Regions from separate parts of the Danio rerio genome. Here region 2 is linked to region 1. The links are chromatin contacts, called in public Micro-C maps. All regions are on one chromosome and are shown on one strand. The core of a region is the stretch at or near the end of the contact, and the rest is flanking DNA. Distances in the headings are between cores, read along the strand shown.

The links. Hi-C and Micro-C count contacts between places; a contact is called where the count stands out from the background.
Region 2: a Micro-C map of caudal fin shows a contact between it and region 1, with 4 times the contacts expected there. The contact joins two enhancer-like sites. A contact is called at or near these places in 5 of 18 Hi-C or Micro-C datasets (caudal fin, embryo, fibroblasts and 2 more) and 3 of 4 datasets of contacts at active chromatin or transcription factors (caudal fin, embryo and gastrula embryo).

What each region holds. Positions count from the first base shown.
Region 1 is chr13:33,704,470-33,709,079 of GRCz12tu, reverse strand. No RefSeq gene overlaps it. Among named protein-coding and RNA genes, the nearest start is that of rps24, 85 kb to the right of the region's middle. Within about 2 kb of position 2,554, at least 36 of the 62 cell types and tissues checked have an H3K27ac peak or open chromatin away from gene starts, as enhancers often do. A contact at or near this core is called in caudal fin, where this site is marked.
Region 2 is chr13:33,942,003-33,946,612 of GRCz12tu, reverse strand. zmiz1a (zinc finger, MIZ-type containing 1a) reads right to left here. Exons shown (of 22, transcript NM_001113339.1): 5 at 864-999; 6 at 128-242; 7 at 1-44. Among named protein-coding and RNA genes, the nearest start is that of ppifa, 22 kb to the left of the region's middle. Within about 2 kb of position 2,257, at least 25 of the 62 cell types and tissues checked have an H3K27ac peak or open chromatin away from gene starts, as enhancers often do. A contact at or near this core is called in caudal fin, where this site is marked.

The DNA.
Region 1 (4,610 bases), core at 1,305-3,804:
ACTGTTATATGTAAACAATATAATATTTATCAATCTGTTTATGAAAAGGTTTTGAATGTTTTTCAAAACTTGTTGATCTAGTAAAAAGTCTAGTTATTTTGCAGAATCAACATAGAAAATAATTTTTAAATTTGTGTACAGATGTAGAGTTTAAATGGACTCCATATATTTCAAATAAAAATAAATATAACATGAATAGCTGTGTAAATATTCTAAATGTTTTTTAATAAATATGTAATATCCTAATGTTCATTCATTAATTTTTCTCTTCTGCTTAGTTCCTTAATTGATCAACGGTTATCACAGCAGAATGAACCGCCAACTTATCCAGCATATGTTTTACACAGCGGATGCCGTTCTAGCTGCAACCCATCAATGGGAAACACCCATACACTTTCAATCACATACATACACTACAGACAATTTAGCTTACCCAATTTACTTATAGCACATGTCTTTGGACTTGTGGGGGAAACCGGAGCACCCAGAATCCATCTATGTGTACACCCACCAGCCATTACTGTAGTACTGTGTTGGACCTTACCTTTAGATCTGCCTTAATCCTTCATGGCATAGATTCAATAAGGTACTGGAAATATTCCTCAGAGATTTTGGTCCATATTGACATGATAGTACCATGCAGTTGCAGCAGATTTGTCGGCTGCACATCCATGATGTAAATCTCCCATTCCACCACATCCCAAAGATGCTTTATTGAGTTGAGATCTAATGACTATGGAGGCCATTTGAGTACAGAGAACTAACTGTCATGTTCAAGATACCAGTTTGGGATGATTGGCGCTTTATGACTTGACGCTTTATCCTGCTGGAAGTAGCCATCAGTAGATGGGTACACTGTGGTCATAAAGGGATGGACATGTCAGCAACAATACTCAGGTAGGCTGTGGCATTGACACGATGCTCAATAGGTACTAATGGGCCCAAAGTGTGCCAAGAAAATATCCCCCACACCATTACACCACCACCAGCAGCCTGAACCATTGCTACGAGGCAGGATAGATCCATGCTTTGGTGTTGTTGATGCCAAATTCTGACTCTACCATTCAAATGTTGCAGGAGAAATCGAGACTCATCAGACCAAGCAGTGTTTTTCCAATCTTCTATTGTCTGATTTTGGTGAAGCTGTGCGAATTGTAGCCTCAGTTTCCTGTTCTTAGCTGACAGGAGTGGCACCCGGTGTGGTCTTCTGATGCTGTAGCCTATCTGTCTCAAGGTTGGACGTGTTTGAGTTACTGTTGCCTTTCTATCAGCTCAAACCAGTCTGGCCATTTTCTTCTGATCTCTGGCATCAACAAGGCATTTGTGCCTACAGAACTGCCCCTCACTGGATATTTTTCTCTTCTTTTTTGGACCATTCTCTGTAAATCCTAGAAATGGTTGTGCATGAAAATCCCAGTTGATCAGCAGTTTCACTTTTTACTTTTTTTTTCCAAAAACCTTAGGATGAGACAGTCAATATTGCAAAGCCAACATATAGTTCAACATCTTTTAGCACATTTGTAAAGTTTACTTTTATTTATATTTTACTTTAATTTTTAAGTTCAGTTTTAGTTCATGTATTTATTTCACATCCAGTAGAAACGTACTGTCATTCTGCATCCTGTTTGCCAGCTCATTTCAAATTTAAGAATTGAATTTGACTCGGAAATAAAAATCCAATTCAACTCTGAATGGCACTCAACCTCAGCATTGTGTGTCGAATAGCGTCCTAAATGCTCTTGCAGGTGTTTAAATGACTATGTTAATAGCTACTTCCCTCTGAAACGAAAGGCCAAACGAAAAAACACAATAACAAGACAATTTGGACGCCGATCCCTATTTTGCTGCTCTTTTGGACCCAAGCTGACGTGAGCCGACTCTCCATTGAGCGCCACAGCTCAGCTAATTCCCTGACAATCACAGGGGAAATGATTGATGCTGCTGGGACTTCATAGCTACATGATGGAAGGAGAGTTTCAGTTCTGCTGACATAAGCTTTCACACACAGACTGAGCGTTCGCAGATTATTTACAGCTCCTTTACACAGCGCTCTATCGCCCTCACAGACCTCCTTAGAGGAAACACAAGCGACTGTGCCAAAGCACTATTAACTGGGTAGGTGTAAAGGATATTACAGAAGTGTAAAGCAGACAAAGAGCGGAAATGCAGATCAAGGGCATATAAATGAGCGCCACTGAGACGTTACCGCAGCACACAAAGATCAGCCCACACGGAGAAAGGCAGAGGTGCACAACGTATTTGACAACAAGACACAAGAGAAATCCATTTAAGTACACTATTGATTCCCTTTAGAGTACAGCCACTGAGAGGAGAGGCGGGAGAGGGAGAAAAAGAGAGGGGGGGGTGTAAAACAGATGCATCTGGTTCTCTGTTTGCAGGAGTGGAGGAGGAACGAGGTTCTCTCCCCCTCTTTTTATTTCTCAGAAAAATGTGAGCCGCGGCGGATAAAGCAGACAGCCTGTACCCCATGCTGACTGGCCCGACTGGCTTTGGAGAGGGTAGAGGCAATCAATGTGAGCTCACAATAGAGCGAGAGCATTCAGAGAGCTAACTGCTCCCTCAGGCCATGTAGGAAGGAAGAGAAAGGAGGAGAAAGAGGATTGAGGAGGAGAGGTAGGGGACGGACATAAAGACTAAGTTAAGGTTTATTTGGAGCTTAATGAAGAGCCAATACTGGACGCGCTTTATTTGCCCCTCTTTTAGCAAAAGAGGATGAAACAAGACGTATGATGTTTGGGCTCTTTGTTCCACCGCTGAAATAACTGCAGTATATTCAGATTTATTGCTGCACAAGATGTTAATTTTTAATTTAGCCTATTTATGTGTGAGTGTGTGTTTGAATTCCACAAAAATGAATTTACGGCACTCCCTAGAGGCTAATTTTAGCATTTGAACTTGGAGCGGCTGAGAGAGTAAAGTTCACTGTCATATTCGGTTTGATTGTTAATTATCTCCATTAGATGACATGAGACAAGTTGCTTGAGAATCATCTTACTCAGTGGCTCTCAGAGTAAATTAAGAGACGGCTAAACTCCCTCTTGATTCAATGGCTGCTGGAATTAATCTGGGAAAAATCATCCGACCGGCATTAGATTTGATCTCTAAATAAAAATAAATACAAATCAATCATACTCAAACTGCACAATTTGACAATTATATAGAGTACATAAATAACACACTGCTTTGATTTTGTTTGACTAATTTTTATGTATTTATCTTTAGAAATTATCTAGACTTATGACAATAACTCTGCAATAAATACTGCATTATACTTATTGTTATATATTTTATACATGTTGTTCTTTTGATGCTTTAATTCTAAACTCATTATTTGTAAGGTGTTTTGGATAAAAGTGTTTTCCAAATGATTAAATGTACATGTACATTCACAAAACTAGTCCTGAGGACTTTTACTCACCCTAAGTGGATAAATTAACTGGACTAAGGGTCAAACAACAAAAAATATGGCCAAGAATCTTGGTGTTATTCTGGAGGCAGATACGAATTTCATTAGTCATGTCAAAGCTGTAAGCAAATCAGCATACTATCATCTCAAAAACATTAGATGCTTTGTTTCCAGTGAAGACTTGTTTATGATTTTATCACCAGCAGGGTGGATTACTGTAATGGACTCCTCACTGGCCAAACAGTTGCAGCTCATCCAGATTGCTGCTGCCAGGATTCTGATCACAACCAGAAAGTCAGAGCACATCACACCTGTCCTCAGGTTTTTACACTGGCCTAAATGGCCTAGGACCTCAAAACATTACAGATATGTTCACTGAATAAAAACCCAACAGATCACACAGATCTTTAGAATCAATTAAACTAGAAATTCCAAGAGCGATTCCAATTCAAAGCAGGGTGAATCGGCCTTCAGCTACTACACCCCCAGCAGCTGGAATTATCAGATGTGCCCCAAAATCAGGCACATTTAATTTAAAACTGAAAACACATCTGTTTAGCTGTGCCTTTACTGAATGAGCACTGTGCTACGTCCGACAGATCGCGCTGACACGTCTTTCATTTCATTAAAATCTGTCACTCTTTCATTTTTTAAAAATCTGTTTTACATGTTAATCTTTAGTTAATCTTTAGTTAATCTAGTTTTTATCTGTTTTAATCACTTTTTGTTAATTTGTTTTTATTTATTTTTTTGTTTATTGCTTTTAGTCTTGTTTATGTAAAGCACTTTGAACTACCATTGTGTATGAAATGTGCTATATAAATAAACTTGCCTTGCCTAAGTTTTTCCAAACCTTTACGAGTTTCTTTTTGCTGTTGAACACAAAATAAGGTATTTTGAAGTATGTGTTGTAAATGAGGGCGATGCCAACCCTCTTGTGCACCACCAGAGGGAACCATCGCCAGAATTCTGATTCGACTCACGGACTCAAAATCCCATAAGCCCTGCTACCTGGCACTGATTACGGTCCAGGTGCAACTCATCAGCTCTCGTGTATATATACCACACTCACGCTCCGGTTCGTTGCGAAGTCTTGATTTGCCTGGCTGTCATTTCTGAGCGTTCCATACTCCCTGCTTCGGACTGATCTGTGTTTCTGACCCTGTGCTTGTTCTACGATTAC
Region 2 (4,610 bases), core at 1,008-3,507, 240 kb before region 1:
GGGTTCATGGGATTGTTGGTATTGGCCATGGGGTTACCCAATACCTAGATCAAAAGCAACATCTGTTGTAAGATCAATGTTATCAGCGTCGCTGTTTTGATTCAGTAACACTGTAAGTCTGACTCACCTGACTTTGTGACGTATTAGTAACTCCCCAAACCGTTGTAACCACTGACAATGATCCTGGGGCCTGGTTGGCGTTTTGTTGCCAGGGAACGCTGTCATATGGAAAGGACCCATCACTACAAAACAGCATTCAAGCAGTCATGTGAGATCAGTTGCATCAAACATGAATTGGGAAAGAGAAAAGCTGGTTTCAACACTCCCCAACAGAGAAAGTGCTCCCTTTTGACTGCAGGACATTTGTTTTTCCATGACAATTAAGTTGTAATGTTTGTTTAGGAGGCCAATCGCCAGCCCTGAAGCACAAAATGTTCTGTAAAAAAAATCACTAAGCGAGTGAATCTCCTTAACCTCACTCCTATCTCTAGCACAGTAATGTTTTCTCTGGCTATGCATTATAGAATACCAACTTTCAATTGACGTATTTGAGAGTAATGTTACATTATCAAGTTTTTATCTGCCCTTGTTTGAAATGTTTTGAGAATAAATGATATCTGCAGTGATGTCGTCATGTTTACAGAGCTGTTAATGAAATGGCTTCTTGGGAAAGCCTAGCAATCGTGATCACATGGCACATAAAAACAAACAACTCTGTGCTGGTTGAGTGCACTAGGACTTCATTTTAAGAGGACATTCTGAGAACGCAGGAAGGGGCAAGACTTCTGTGAGTTTTAACAGTGCTGGAATGGTACCGTGAGCAACAGGGTAAGGGTAGGGTGGAGTTTTGTCTGGGTACTGACCCATGTGAGAGCGAGGGCTTCATGGAGTTCATGGGTGGCTGCAAGGGTACTTTGCCCTGGGGATCGCTCTGACGATTCTTCTGATGCCGCAACAAAAGCAGTCGTCCCAGCTCCTCGCACCAGGACGATAGGAGAGCTAGAGGAAGAAACAAACAGAGAGAACGGCAGATCAGCAAAGATCTTTGGCAAGGACACCATGCACATTTTAGCTTAACAGCAATCTTTCTCATTTTAGCTATTTAGCAGAAGTAAAACTCACTGACATGATGGGAAAGGTTGTTTCTAAACTGTTCTGATTTTTGTTGTCCACTGTGCTATTATGCAGCTGGAAGGCTATTCTATAGGTCTATCCTTTAATCTAAGAGACTGTTTACACGACCAAGTTTTTAGCAAAATATTCGAAACTTTTTATAGATTTTACCTGTTCATTTACATGACAATGATGTTATAGAGACTCAAAATGGGTCTCAAAAAAGACTTTTTTTTTGTTTTGAAAATGGCACCGTTGTGTCAGTGTAAACACCTGAAAATTAGAGTTTTTAAAAATGATAACAATGCGTGTGCATGGTTAATGTTTAGGTGTAGATCAAAGGCAAGCGAAAACAAAAAATAACGCTGGAATATGTGCTAGTGTTGTTGCTAAAGTGTTTGACTTTGGCAATACAAAGTATGGATTTACTTCACATTACAGCCGACAGCAGAGACACATCTAGCAAATATGGCAAATTCTACCTCACCCCCAACTGCACATCATTACCTACCTACAGGTACTGTTTACTAAGGAGACCGTGCCAAATACTGGCCTTTCCTATGTTATACAGAAGTTTTATTTGCTTTCACAATTATGTAAAGATATCGTTTTCAAAATGTTGTCATGTAAACGTGAAACAGGGGAAAAACTTTCCTGTTTTGGCTATAGAATTGCCGTGTAAACGAAGCATAAATCTATGGAATGTGGCATCTGTTTTAGTGTAAATCATAAAACTGATAGCTTTGCACAATCTCTTGCTTAAGTATAACAATTTGAGTTATCACTTATGTTTAAATGTTGGTATTTCTTAGGGTTAGCAGCTTGTTCAAATCTCTAACCCTCAATAAGCTGGAGGTTTGTCCCACTTTTGAAGTGTCTGGAGTTTAGCTCTAACCAGCACGGACGTTTCTACTTAGTCTAAAGATTTTGCCTGATCTGATTCACATGTGTTTAAATAGTATTACTTCACAATTGTGGCAATCCATAAACAGCTCACCCCTAATATAAACAATGGTGAGAAAGATGTCAAAAATATTGCAATGTTTTAATCAGTTCATATCTTCGCCACTAGAGGTCACTACTATTACAGTAGAAATGCACGAGTGCCTGGGATCGTCTTTAACAGCCTGTCATTATGCTTCTCATAGGATCATATGCTTTTGGTCTGCAGTGCACTTTGAGCAGCGATCCTACCACAGAAGAGCTGTCTTCCCCTGTCGTGAAGGCAGAATGACGAAGACGGGGAGAGAAAGAGCAAGAAATGGAAGATGAAAATCAGTGCTGAGGACAGTGAGTCATGCCGGGGATGTGTCCTGGCAGCACTTTACTCCTGTGAGGGGTGACAAAATGAGCCTCTCGCCATGGTGATGGAGTCGTTTCGGGATGGCAGCAGTTGGCACATAGCCAGATCCTGGTCTAATCGATTCTACACGCCGCATATGGCTGAAGTAGCGCTGCATTTAAGTGCTCTTCATACAAATGCCCCTCACACTTTGCAACTGACACTATTTAGATAGTCATTACTAGCTGAGTCATTGATGGCAAGAGTAAAATTTAGATTCACAATAATTAATTATCAAATAACTGTTGTGTGTTTTATAGACTAGCATTTTTGTAAGAAAATTTGATAGATTTTGTCATTGTAAATGGTCACTGTCATATTTTTTGACATGTATTAACCGTAACAAGCCATTTAATTAAAACAATGTAATGAAATTAAAATGAACAAAATAACTTTTTTAGGTTCCAAAAAATAATACTTAAAACCAGGTTATCCTGTCATGATATTCTTTTCTTTTAATACACTTTAATTTTATGCTAACAAGGTTCTTATATTTAACATCTTGTATTGACCTATTGCTAAAAACAAGGGGGAAATGAATTATGATAATAAAAGGCAAACACCCTGAGAACTATTTATTTTCTCTGAAAAGTTTTTATTTTAAATTTATAATATGTCAAATTGTAAAGTGGCATAATGTAATTATTAGCATTTAAATACATTTTTCTCTAATCAAATAATAAAATTCCTATATAAATATGCCTTGAAAAATTATATTACCATGTAATATAACATATTATACATGCTCCTGACAGCAATAAATAAAGCATGCTCCAGACTGCATACAGAAGACAAACAAAAGCCAGGGACTGTTTCAGTAGTGCTGCACCTCTAGTCTTACTTTGCCATCAAACAGATTCTGCAAGGGACCTTATAAAATATTCCCTTTCCCCTAAGACGCGTTCATACATAGAACAATGCCCCTCTTTCTTCTCTAAATCTACTTCACAGACAGTAGATGAGAAAAAAAATAACCTGCTCTGGCTATTTGAACAGAGAGGGTGGTGTCATGAGTCTCTCGGTTTCTCTCTCTTTCTGAGTCTGCTGCTGCAGAGAGACAGACGTCTGTCTTGGCTCTTTCCTCTCTAAATCGATCAGCCAGTAATGACTATGAAGACTGCTCAGCTGTCTCCAGCGCCTTTATTGCTGGGGGAATGTAAACGAGCACACACACACTCTCTTAACGAACACACACACTTCCACATGTGTACACACACGCACACACACTGAGGTGTTTTTACCACAGACTGCACTTCAGGGACAGCTCACACATGCATGTCTTTATTTATTCCATGAAAAAAGTAAAGTGAAATTGGTTTCCACACCTATTTTGTTTTTCAGTTTACATATTCAAACTACACAAAAGAGATTAGCGACTTGAGTTGGAGAGGAAAAATGACAGTATTCTTTGTCAGTTCCTCACATACAGTAAAGTTGCTGTAAGGACTCTGTAATTTGAAGGGGTAATGAACTGACAAATTAAAATTCCCTTGATCATTTGGCATATAGTAAGTGGGCATTGTACTAAAAGAATATTCTGTAAGTTTAAGAACTTTAACCATCTTGTTTTTAGTTATTATTTAGTTATGTATCTAAACCCCGCCTCCACAGATGGTCATCAATGCCTACTACCTGTTTAGCTCCGCCCTCTGATTTGAGGTAAATAATAAGAGAGGCAAACAAACAACAAGATGCAGCCTTCGCATTTCTTTCCTTCTGATCCCAACATTAGGAATGAGTGGATGATTTTTGTTAAAATGAAAACAGTTGCATTAAGAGCTTTGACCTTTGTTAACTTTATTTTACTGCAACATACTTCACTAAACTACAAAATACAAAGGATTTTCAGACAAACTAAAAAGACGATGATTTGCTGAATATGTTAGATCCAACAGAAAAGTCATACAGAACAGTCGATAGTCTACAGAACAAACCATCGTTATACGACTTGCCTAATTACTTTAACCTGCCTAGTTTACCTAATTAAACTAGTTAAGCCTTAAAATATCACTTTAAGCTAAATAGAAGTGTCTTGAAAATATATAGAACAATATTATTTACAGTCATCATGGCAAAGAAAAAATATCAGTTATTAGAAATGTGTTATTAAAACTATTATGTTTAGAAATGTGTTAGAAAAAAATATCTTCTCTAC